Linked DNA regions of Sus scrofa: region 1 is linked to region 2. A link is a contact called in public Hi-C data. All regions are on one chromosome and are shown on one strand. Each heading gives the region's core, a stretch centred on a gene start, on an enhancer-like site or on the middle of the called end of the contact. The rest is flanking DNA. Distances are from core to core; before and after follow the strand shown.

The links. Hi-C and Micro-C count contacts between places; a contact is called where the count stands out from the background.
Region 1: a contact with region 2 is called in a Hi-C map of alveolar macrophages, with 4 times the contacts expected there. The contact joins two enhancer-like sites. A contact is called at or near these places in 20 of 47 Hi-C or Micro-C datasets (alveolar macrophages, blood, brain and 11 more) and 2 of 2 datasets of contacts at active chromatin or transcription factors (alveolar macrophages and skeletal muscle).

Annotation. Positions count from the first base shown.
Region 1 is chr13:128,676,372-128,681,663 of Sscrofa11.1, reverse strand. CCDC50 (coiled-coil domain-containing protein 50) reads right to left here. Exons shown (of 12, transcript XM_013982294.2): 10 at 4,758-4,837. Among named protein-coding and RNA genes, the nearest start is that of CCDC50, 60 kb to the right of the region's middle. Within about 2 kb of position 2,808, at least 2 of the 83 cell types and tissues checked have an H3K27ac peak or open chromatin away from gene starts, as enhancers often do. A contact at or near this core is called in alveolar macrophages, where this site is marked.
Region 2 is chr13:128,476,434-128,481,155 of Sscrofa11.1, reverse strand. No RefSeq gene overlaps it. Among named protein-coding and RNA genes, the nearest start is that of OSTN, 52 kb to the left of the region's middle. Within about 2 kb of position 3,280, at least 1 of the 83 cell types and tissues checked has an H3K27ac peak or open chromatin away from gene starts, as enhancers often do. A contact at or near this core is called in alveolar macrophages, where this site is marked.

The DNA.
Region 1 (5,292 bases), core at 1,559-4,058, 200 kb before region 2:
GAAATAAAAGGATAGAAGGGAAGAAAGTAAGGGAGAGAGGGCAGCAGGTCAGAAGGGAGGATGGAGAGAGAACACTGGTGGGGAGGAAGGATAAATAAGGAGTTCGAGATTAACATAAACACACTAGTGTATATAAATTAATCAACTAGGACCTACTACATAGCACAAGTAATTCCACTCAAATTCTGTCATAACATATATGGGAAAAGAAACTGAAAAAGAATAGATATCTGTATATGCAGAACTGAATCACTTTCCCGTATATCTGAAACTAACACAATGCTGTAAACCAATTATACCCCAGTATAAAATAAAAGTTAAATTTAAAAAACTCCATAAAATTCAGAGCAAAGTTCCTTACACCACTAGGTGGCAGAGTAGAGCTTAGAGAAGGAAAGGGCAGTAATACATTTGCACTCTCACGTCAAAACAAAAACTAAAAAACATTGGGAAATTTTTAATACTCCAAACGTTTTACAATTTTAATTATATAACAGAGTTTTACAAACAGTTGGCATTGATTAACGATGTATAAGAAAATCTCTCCTTTTTTTTTTTTGGTTGCTGTTTTCCAAAGGTTTGCTCAAATTTTGCATTAAAGCTTGGAACCAGATGAGGTAAAGATTTGCTAAATATACAACCATGTTGTAGGATGTTTTACATAAATATACATTCTGGAATGCAAAAGCATTCTGAAATTTGGGAAGTTGTGGTCAGTTTGGTACAATGGGTTCTGTTATACAGGAATAAAGACAAGTGTTTTCAATTTCTCACCCCGACCCTAGCAGTAGGTCTCTCCTTAGGTAGTCAGTGTCTGGAAGAGGTCAGCAAGGGATACTTGTGTATCCACTGAGAACTCCGCTATGGACTCTACACACAGAGACGATCTCAATTACCTTTCAGGACAAGTGTGCAAGGTAGTTATCATCTACATATTTTAGAGTTAGATTAGCTTAGACCACATGTGATCTGTCCAAGTTCACACTATTGTCAAGTGGCAGAGCCAGCCTCAAACTCAACTGGACTTCAAAACCAGTGCTCTTAACTACTGTACTATATTCTGCAACACAGGTGTGTGTTTTCATCAGCAGCATTATCTGCATTCAAAACCTTACACACTGACATACACTCGCATAACATATTTTCAAATGGTATATGGCATATACTTTTATCCTTTCATACATTTTTACACACGTATGATTAATATGAGCATAGCAAACAACGTGATATTTTTCTTGTTTTCCTTTTTGAACCGTTTGTTGAAAAAATATTAGAAATTAAATAAGTGTTTTCCTTTCATTATCCACTGGCATTTATAATGCTCACCTTTAAAAGGTAACATAAGGCTTGGCAGGAAGAGTTGGGACAAAACAATCAATAACTCCAAGACTAAGAAAGTTAACTAAAGAAGTAACTTAGGCCCAAGAAAACAGAACTGGTAATCAGGGTGGCAGAATCTATTTTGTAGAAATTTTAATTATCCTCATTAGGCAATCGGAAACCATAGAAAAATAAGCCAAGTGGTGCTGTCAAAAAAACTCCCTGTTTACTGCCTCATTATCAACTCACCACCAAGGAAAGTGGTACTAAAGTATGAACTGAAGCACAGGGTGCCCACAAATCCTCTATGTTTCCCCAATAAGGATAAGCAAATCAATCTAGAATGCCCTCAGTTCTTTTGCTGCTGTGTTCAATTTTGGGGTACATGGAAAACAAAGCTTGGCTTACTGCTTCCAGCGGTCCCACCAAATTTTCTGTTGCACTGGATATAGCTGTTTCAAAGTTAAGGGTGTTCATATCCACAGCTGGAAAAATCTTGTTAGCTACTAGTTTGTTTTGTAGTTTTTGATATATTAGGGTATCTGTTTTCAATTGTTCCTATGAAATGATTTACATCTTTAAGCTTGTAATAAAGCCAAATATGCTTCAGAATTCAACCGGAAGTCATTGCTTCAAAAATCCCTCCTAGGGAGTGCGTGTCATGCCTCAGGGGGTTATGAACCAGACTAGCGTCCATGAGGATGTGGGTTCAATCTCTGGCCTCACTCAGTGGGTTAAGTATCGGGTGTTGCTGTGGCTGTGGTGTAGGCCTGCAGCTGTAGCTCTGATTCGACCCCTAGCCTGGGAACTTCCATATGACTTAGGCGTGGCCTTACGAAAGCAAAAAATAAATAAAAGCTGCCCTCCTAGACACAGAGACTAGGTTAGGTGTCTCCTTCTACTCTTCTAACAACCTGTACTTTTCATCTATAACATTCAACACAATCAAAATAATTATTTCTGCAATTGTCTGTTTAGATTGTAAATTTCATAAGAATAGAAAACAGTTTTTGTTGACTGATGCTCACTTGAGTTCTGAGCAGTTATAAGAGTGTTCAATAAATATTTGATAAATGAATAGGTGGAGACAAATATATTTCACATTCAGAAGAATAATGTAGGAACTAAGTAAGATTTACAAAATCCCTACATTTTCTAAGTGATAAATCCAAATAAAATACCAATTAATACTATTAATACAAAATACTATAGTTAACACAATTTGGAACTTGAGTTGAAAAATTTTCCAATTACAAAGAACTGGAATTAATTCAGATTGCCAACTGGTTCTCCATCTCCTCAGAGAGAGCATAAAAATTATAATGAGCAAAGAAAATGACTTCTGACTACCTCTATTACAAGCTTTAAATGACAATTTGTTCCCTATCTGCCACTATTATTACTGCACTGAAGCAATAAACATCTTGATCTAGGAAGTGCCGTGTTTCTCAATCCTTGAAACCATCTCTTTCTGTACAAATAGCTAACTCCAGTTCCACCAGGATTAAATGTGAAAGAGGAAACACGGATGCTAACCAGAAAGCACACACTGTGATATCAGTTGAATAAGATATCTATGACACAATAACAGGCTTTATGTTTTAATTATGAAAATATAGGTTTTATAAAATAGTAGTTTTTTTAAATTTAATTTTTGCTTTTTGGGCCGCACTTGTGGCACATGGAAGTTCCCAGGCTAGGGGCTGAACTGGAGCTGCAGCTGCTGGCCACAGCCACAGCAGGGCAGGATCCCAGCCGCATCTGCACCCTACAGCACAGCTCATGGCAATGTGGAATCCTTAACTCATTGAATGAGGCCAGGGATTGAACTCCCATCCTCATGAATACTAGTTGGTTCGGAACCCACTGAGCCACAATAAGAACTCCAAATTCGAATTCATTTTTGTTTTGTCACATATCATATCATCTTTCTGTAAATGACTTTTAAAGACAAATATTCCTCTCGAGTCAAAGACTTCAGTTCTACTACGCAGAGGCCACTTTTCACTCGTTTGCCATAGTGATTTTTAACATAGGATCATCTGGTTATTCATTCTTTCATTCTATCAAATGTTTTTAAGAGCATGTATTACATTCCAGAAACTTGTTTTCAACTTTAATAAATCCTTTAAGTAGCCATTCCAGACTGTTCTATCACATTTGCTGAAGTTTTAGTGTTCTAAAAAGCCCAAGGACTTTGAAGACTACATAATAACTTTAAAGATGATTTTAACTCCCTTGATTAAAAAAAGCATAATAAGTCACACCTATTTACCTACTGAGAACAGATCAGTTACTTTGATTTTACTTGGATGTTGCAGGGAGATGAATAAAGCTAAATTTTATGTAGGTCTAAAATTTGCTTTTAAAGACATCTGGCAGGTACTTAACTAAAAGCTTTAAGAAGAACCAATTTTATACAATTAGAAAGACTAACCTACACTACTGTTGCCCTAAAAGCTTTACAACCTGATATAATTTTCTGAAAGGTATTTATCTTCTTAAAACCCCTGGGTTTAAAAATAGACTATGGCTTTTTAAGGACACTAAATATATTCTCTTTAAGGAAACAAGTCTAGCACTTTAAGTGTGAGTAGTTAGTGGCAATAATCATGTATATTTTTCAGTGTGATAAAGTTTATGTTTTAATAATTAATAAATACATTATTAACAATCAGGATCAAAATACAAGGTTTCAACTACTTAGAGTTTTCAAAATGCCAGATTTAGTGTTACTTTTGTCTTTTCTATTTAATGTTCTCTCTTCCTATTCCAATCACATTTTCCTTTGAAAAGCAACAGAAAGCAATAAAGAAAAAAATAAAGGTTCCTTCCCCTGAGACTTATATGTTGACAATTCGAGGTAGAAAAACAGTAGTTGCTCCATAACCATGACCCATACTGCTTGAGAGAAGTTAGAAAGTATACATACCACAGACACAGCTATTTGATCTAGTGGGATTTAGAATAGTCTGCAATGACTCAAATGGGTATTTGCCTACGACTTGGAGACTCACACAGAAATGAATTTAGGCATGTGTAAATGTCAGGCACGCACCAATGTGACCATGAAACTCAGTAAAAATTTAAAACCTGGGATTTTACTTAGGAAAATGGTTACTCTCATTCCTTCTTAGCTTATGGCAGTCAATTCGGTGAATCCAGAGACAAGAACTGGTCCTAATATAAAGCACATCTTTTGTCCAATATCCCAGCTTCTGTAAAATTCCCCATCTTCCTGATCTGACTTGTTCAATCCAATTTAAAACTGGAAACAAAGCTTGAAAATAGCCCTTCAAGACTATCTTCGGTAAATAACAGTCTTGCAGATTTTTGGATCTCCTCTCCAAGGAACAAACACTCTACTCAGGCAGCTAACATGCCCTTACTTGCCCCCAAATCAAGTTCCTCACTCTCCTTTTCAGTTGTCATCTTACCGTGCTGGCCTGTCATTCTTAGAACGGTGAGGTTCATCACTTTCTTTTGACTTTGAGTGTGCTGATTTAGCGGTTTTGGGCTACAGAGGAAAAAAAAAAAAGGAAAAAGGAAAGAAAAACACACACATACAGAAAACAACAAACAGAGAAAGATTAGATTTATAAATTATCTAAATGATGCCAAACTTTCCTTTAGTAATTTCAGGTTGCTTACATCCAACTGAGCAACATACACTATTTTTAAATACAGCCCCTCAGACACAAAGAAATTCAGAGTCAGGAAGGTATGTTGCAGGCTGTCAGTGCAGCCAGAGGAGTGGGCTAAACACACAAAAAACATGCTCCCCGCCAGAGGTGTGCTTGGCCTCCCATTATTAACCCACACACTACAAGGCAGCTGACAACTGAGAAGAGCGGAACCCCATCCGGCCTTGGAGGGACAGACCCCTCCCCCAAATCCTCTGTTCGGCTCCTCTCTAAAGTAGCCAGATAATCATATCTGAGGAGTACATTTCCTGAGTGGTTTCACAGGCGA
Region 2 (4,722 bases), core at 2,031-4,530:
TTGCTTTTTTTCCTTGTTCACATGGAGTCATCACACTTTAGACATGGAACAAACCTTAGAGTTATCAAGTATGTCCATCTCCCACCTGCCACTATGCAGGTGTGGAACTGGACTCAAAGAGAAACTAAACCCCAGATAATATTGGAAAGGCTCTGGCTTTGTTCCTATCATATAATTGTTAATCGGTTTAATTTGTTAAAGTATGATAATGATGAGGCCACTGTTTCCAAGTGGATTACTAGAAAGGAAGGCTAATTTTACATGATTTAATGGGCAAATGTAACCATAATCCATCTTTAGATTGTCACTCACTTCATTGGAGATCAAAGTGTGACCAAAGAAGTTCAAATTTTTTCAAAGAAAGAAACATCATGCACTGTCTTAAACAGATGCATGTGCACATGCTCAGTGTACACTCTCTCTCACACATACACACACACCGACAAAATCTCTAAAAGTACACAATTAACATTTTTAGTGAATTCTCCTTATCTGCAGGAAAAAAATCCAAATCCCTTAGATTGGTATTCAGTCACTTAACATTGGCTTCTGCCTCTAAGTCTAGCCTTATTTCCCACTCTGTACCTTCTAGCTCCCATGCTCAAGCTAATCCAAAACATCACATTTTTGACATATACCCTTTTTATTTTATTTTTATTTTTTTCATTATTGTTATTTTTGGCCACACCTGTGGTATACAGAAGTTCCTGGGCCAGCGCTCATACCCAACGTCACAGCAGTGACAATGCCAGATCCTTAACCTGCCAAGCCACCAGGGAACTCCTTGACATATATTCTTTACACTCTTTAGATGTTAAGCTTCCTTTTCTTTTTATGTAGCATACCTAATTCTGCCCACTCTACCTAGAAAATTACCACTTAGCTTTTAGCTAACAATATATATCTTTGGCTAAGTTTTTCCTTTATCCCTCATTTTGTTCATAGCAGAATGATCAGATTATTCAATTTCTTCTCTGTGTCTACATAACGTTTTGTACATACCTGTGGCATAGCATTTGCTATACCTGGTCAAAATTATTTATTTACATGCCTATCTACCTGGTTTGAATGCCAAATTCTTGGAACAATGCATCCATTCTGCATGTTTCTTTACGTGAGAGCAGAACACAACCCTCAGCCCATCTTCATCTTTTTTTTTCACTTGATTGTACCATCAGACTGCTAATTTCTTCCTCCTGCTTTCCATCTTTACCTACTTCTATTACCCTTCCATGCTCTTGTCTAATTATCTATCTCAAAATACTGATCATGCCACTTTTCTTCTTGAAAATTTCAGAGCCCCTCACATACTCCAAGATTAAGCTCAAGGTTCTTATTCCCAATAGTGACAATTAATTAATAATCCTGATTTCTTTACCTCTTCATAAGTGATCTTATTTTTCATCCTATTTTGACTATTCACTCTGAAGAAAACAACTACAGTTTATCAAATATAAGAAACTAACATCTTCACACCCACAAGCTCTGACTCATTCTCCCCTGTGCCTAAATTTCAAGACTCCAGGAACTATGCTTTTTAGACCTTATCATCTTTTCACCACACTTATATCCCCCATATCCTCATAGAGCTTAAATACACCAGCGTATCATACTCCTCCTCACATTATACTAATTGTACAAAATTAAAGTTGATTAAGTTCAGTTCTGACCCTGCAATCATAATGGAGAAAACACACAATTTTACTTAATGATAGCACTTTTAGATGCCTGCCTGCTAATCTCAAACAGATGTTTTATCCTGACCTATAGTCCATTTAAGGAAATGTACCTTTTTTTTCCCTCCTGCTTCTTTAAAGGATACCTCTAATTCTTCCTTCTCCTCTCACCACTATAAACACTTCCTTCCTAGTCTCACTCTCAGCTGATGAAACTGCCTTCTATTTCATTGAGCAGGTAAAGCAATTTGAAAAAAATTCAAATTTAGCTACCCAATCTACTCACCTATAAATATTAGTACCAATATACACTGCTTTCCCTCCTATTAGTATGGATAAACCATCAGTGCACTTGACCACTCAAATACATCACTTCTGCAGTTCTCATTTTCTGTTTTATTTCATTAATTTCTCTCCCATTTGGACCATTCCAGTGGTATTCAATTAGACTAACCTACATCCCACCTCAGGCAAACCTTTTCTCGCCTGTATCTCTTCCACTACCTACTGTCCCATTTCTTTGCCACCCTTTACAACAAACTTCTCAGAGGAGTTAATTTTCACTAATTTTTCTCTCTTAATCCTACTTTGGTGAGGTTTTTAATTATTATCAGTCGACTCTAACTGCTCTTTTCAAGGTCATTAATTACTTCCCCATGACGAAGTTCAGTGGTCACTTTTCAGTTCTCAAATTACTTAAATATATTTGTCACTGTTGATTACTCTCTTTTTGCTTCATTAAGTTATTGGGACACTAATTCCTTTTGACTCTTTAATTCTTCCTTCCTTATCAGCACTCTTTCCCTTGCTTGTTCTTTCTTCTCCCCCCGGCCTCTAAATGTATAGTACCTCAGGACTCAATCCCAAGCCACCTTCTTTTCTCAGTATAGATTTACCCCATGAGTTATATAATGGAGTCACAAGGTCTTAAATATAACATATCTCCTGATGACTCCCCAATTTTTGTTTCTGCCCAGTCATTTTCTCTGAGCTGTAGAACCATACATCCAGCTGCCTATCAAAATCTCCACCTAGTTACAAACAGGCATCTCAAACTGTGTCTAAAACTGATGTGTTGATTGCTGAACCAATTCCTGTTCTTCTGGGGTTTTCTTCACTGAGAGAACATCAACACAGTTGCTTGGGTCAAAAAACTTGGTGTTAATTGGACTCCTCTCTTATCAATATTTACCCATTATAAAATTTTATCACTTCAAAGTATTTCAGGATTTGACCAGTGTCATCACTTCCTCCATCACCATACCATCACCTCTCATCTGGATAACTTCAGTTGCAACCTCATTTCCTATTACTTTCTAGCTCACTCCCCAGTATTGAAGTTATGCCTGTCTCTATAATTTTTCTTGAACATTCAAGAATGTTTCCACTTAGGACATTTCCACCAATTACTTCCTCTGCTTCGATAACTCTTCTCTAGATATTTGCATATCTCTGCTATAATGTCATTTATTAGAGAAGGCTTCTTTGATGACTCTTTGTAAAAGTTTAACTACTTACAAACTGCCTTCCCTTACCCTCTGCTTTATTTTCCTCCATGGCATTTACTATCACCTTGTAGTCTGTATTTACTTGTTTGTTTATTGTATGTCTCCCTCTACTGGACTGCTCCATAAGAGCAAGGGCTGTATCTCATTCACTACTATTAGCAACTAGTATGGCTCAGGGTACTTGCTCAATAAATATTCCTACATAGTACTTGCTCAATAAATATTCACTGAATAAATGAGTGAATTGATGAATTTCCCTTCATAACCTCACATATATAGCCAGTATCAGCAACTCTCGGCTAAATGCTGTTCCCTGGATTCCATAAAACATCTTATCATTTTCCTTTTATCTTAATCCATTTTCCAGAACCTCCCTATGCCCCTATTTCCATGTATTCAAGTCATATCCATATTGCAAAGCTCAATTTACATGCTAAATTATATGCAAAGATCTTATCAACTAGAGGTTATAACAGTGCTTAGGCTATCTAAACTACTTTATAAATGTAATAAAATATTCTTGGGCTTCTAGCACTTTTTCTACCACTCTCTAAGTTTTTAGAGAGTAAATACTAAGTCTATTCTCCTGTTTACCTTCTACTCCAATCCCAGATGCTGGCACATAGGAGTTCCTCAATAATTGCTTTTTGACTAAATATAAACATTAAAGTTTCTTTTCCCTAATGTATGCAAAAGTATACAGAAATCCTTACCACAGGTTCAAATCAGGTCTTTAAGGAATAAAAATCCAGATTGTTTATATATACTACACAAACTTAAAAAGATCTCCCTTATATGACTTTACACAATCATGCCAAACCCAACAATTTCACTTTGCACATTCCTCACCTCGCTCATCAGGCTTCTGTTATCCTAGCTTTTTTTTCTTCCCTTCTTTTCTTTTTTTTTCCCCCTGGGATATTCAAACTGCATTCCACCTTAGGGCTTTTACCCTTACTGCATTTGTGCTTGGATTTTTACCTGGGTTTGTTCTTTTGTAAATTGATAACTCAAGTATCAGCTCCGATATTACCTTCTTATATATGCCCCCTTTCCTTAATCACTTAACCTAAGGTCCCTGTCAATTTCCTCTTTATTAGATCATCCTAAATTATTGCCTTCATAGCATTTGTCACTATTTGAGATTGTTTTGATATTCATTTACTTGTTAATCTATGCATTTGACCTCCTCCCCTTCCAAACTCTTGCCTCCCCCCTCCCTGTAACCCATATTTCATACACCTACAACATGTCCTGTGGGGAGTGCATGGACTGTTTGCGTTTTTCACTGCTGTGTTCCCCATGCCTTATTGGAACTAAAACATTTGTTACGTTATTATTTTTTAATCCATTGCTTTGCTTAATTTTTCATATAACTACTATAGTGGTTTGTTTATCCTTCATTAATGTCAACATTCCAGCATGTATTAACTGAGCCGGATTACTTGGTTTCTTCTCCCTACATCACAAGAATTCATATGTTTATTTAAAGAAGGAAAGCACATCTTCTGGAGTATATCTTTTCAAAGATACTCTAG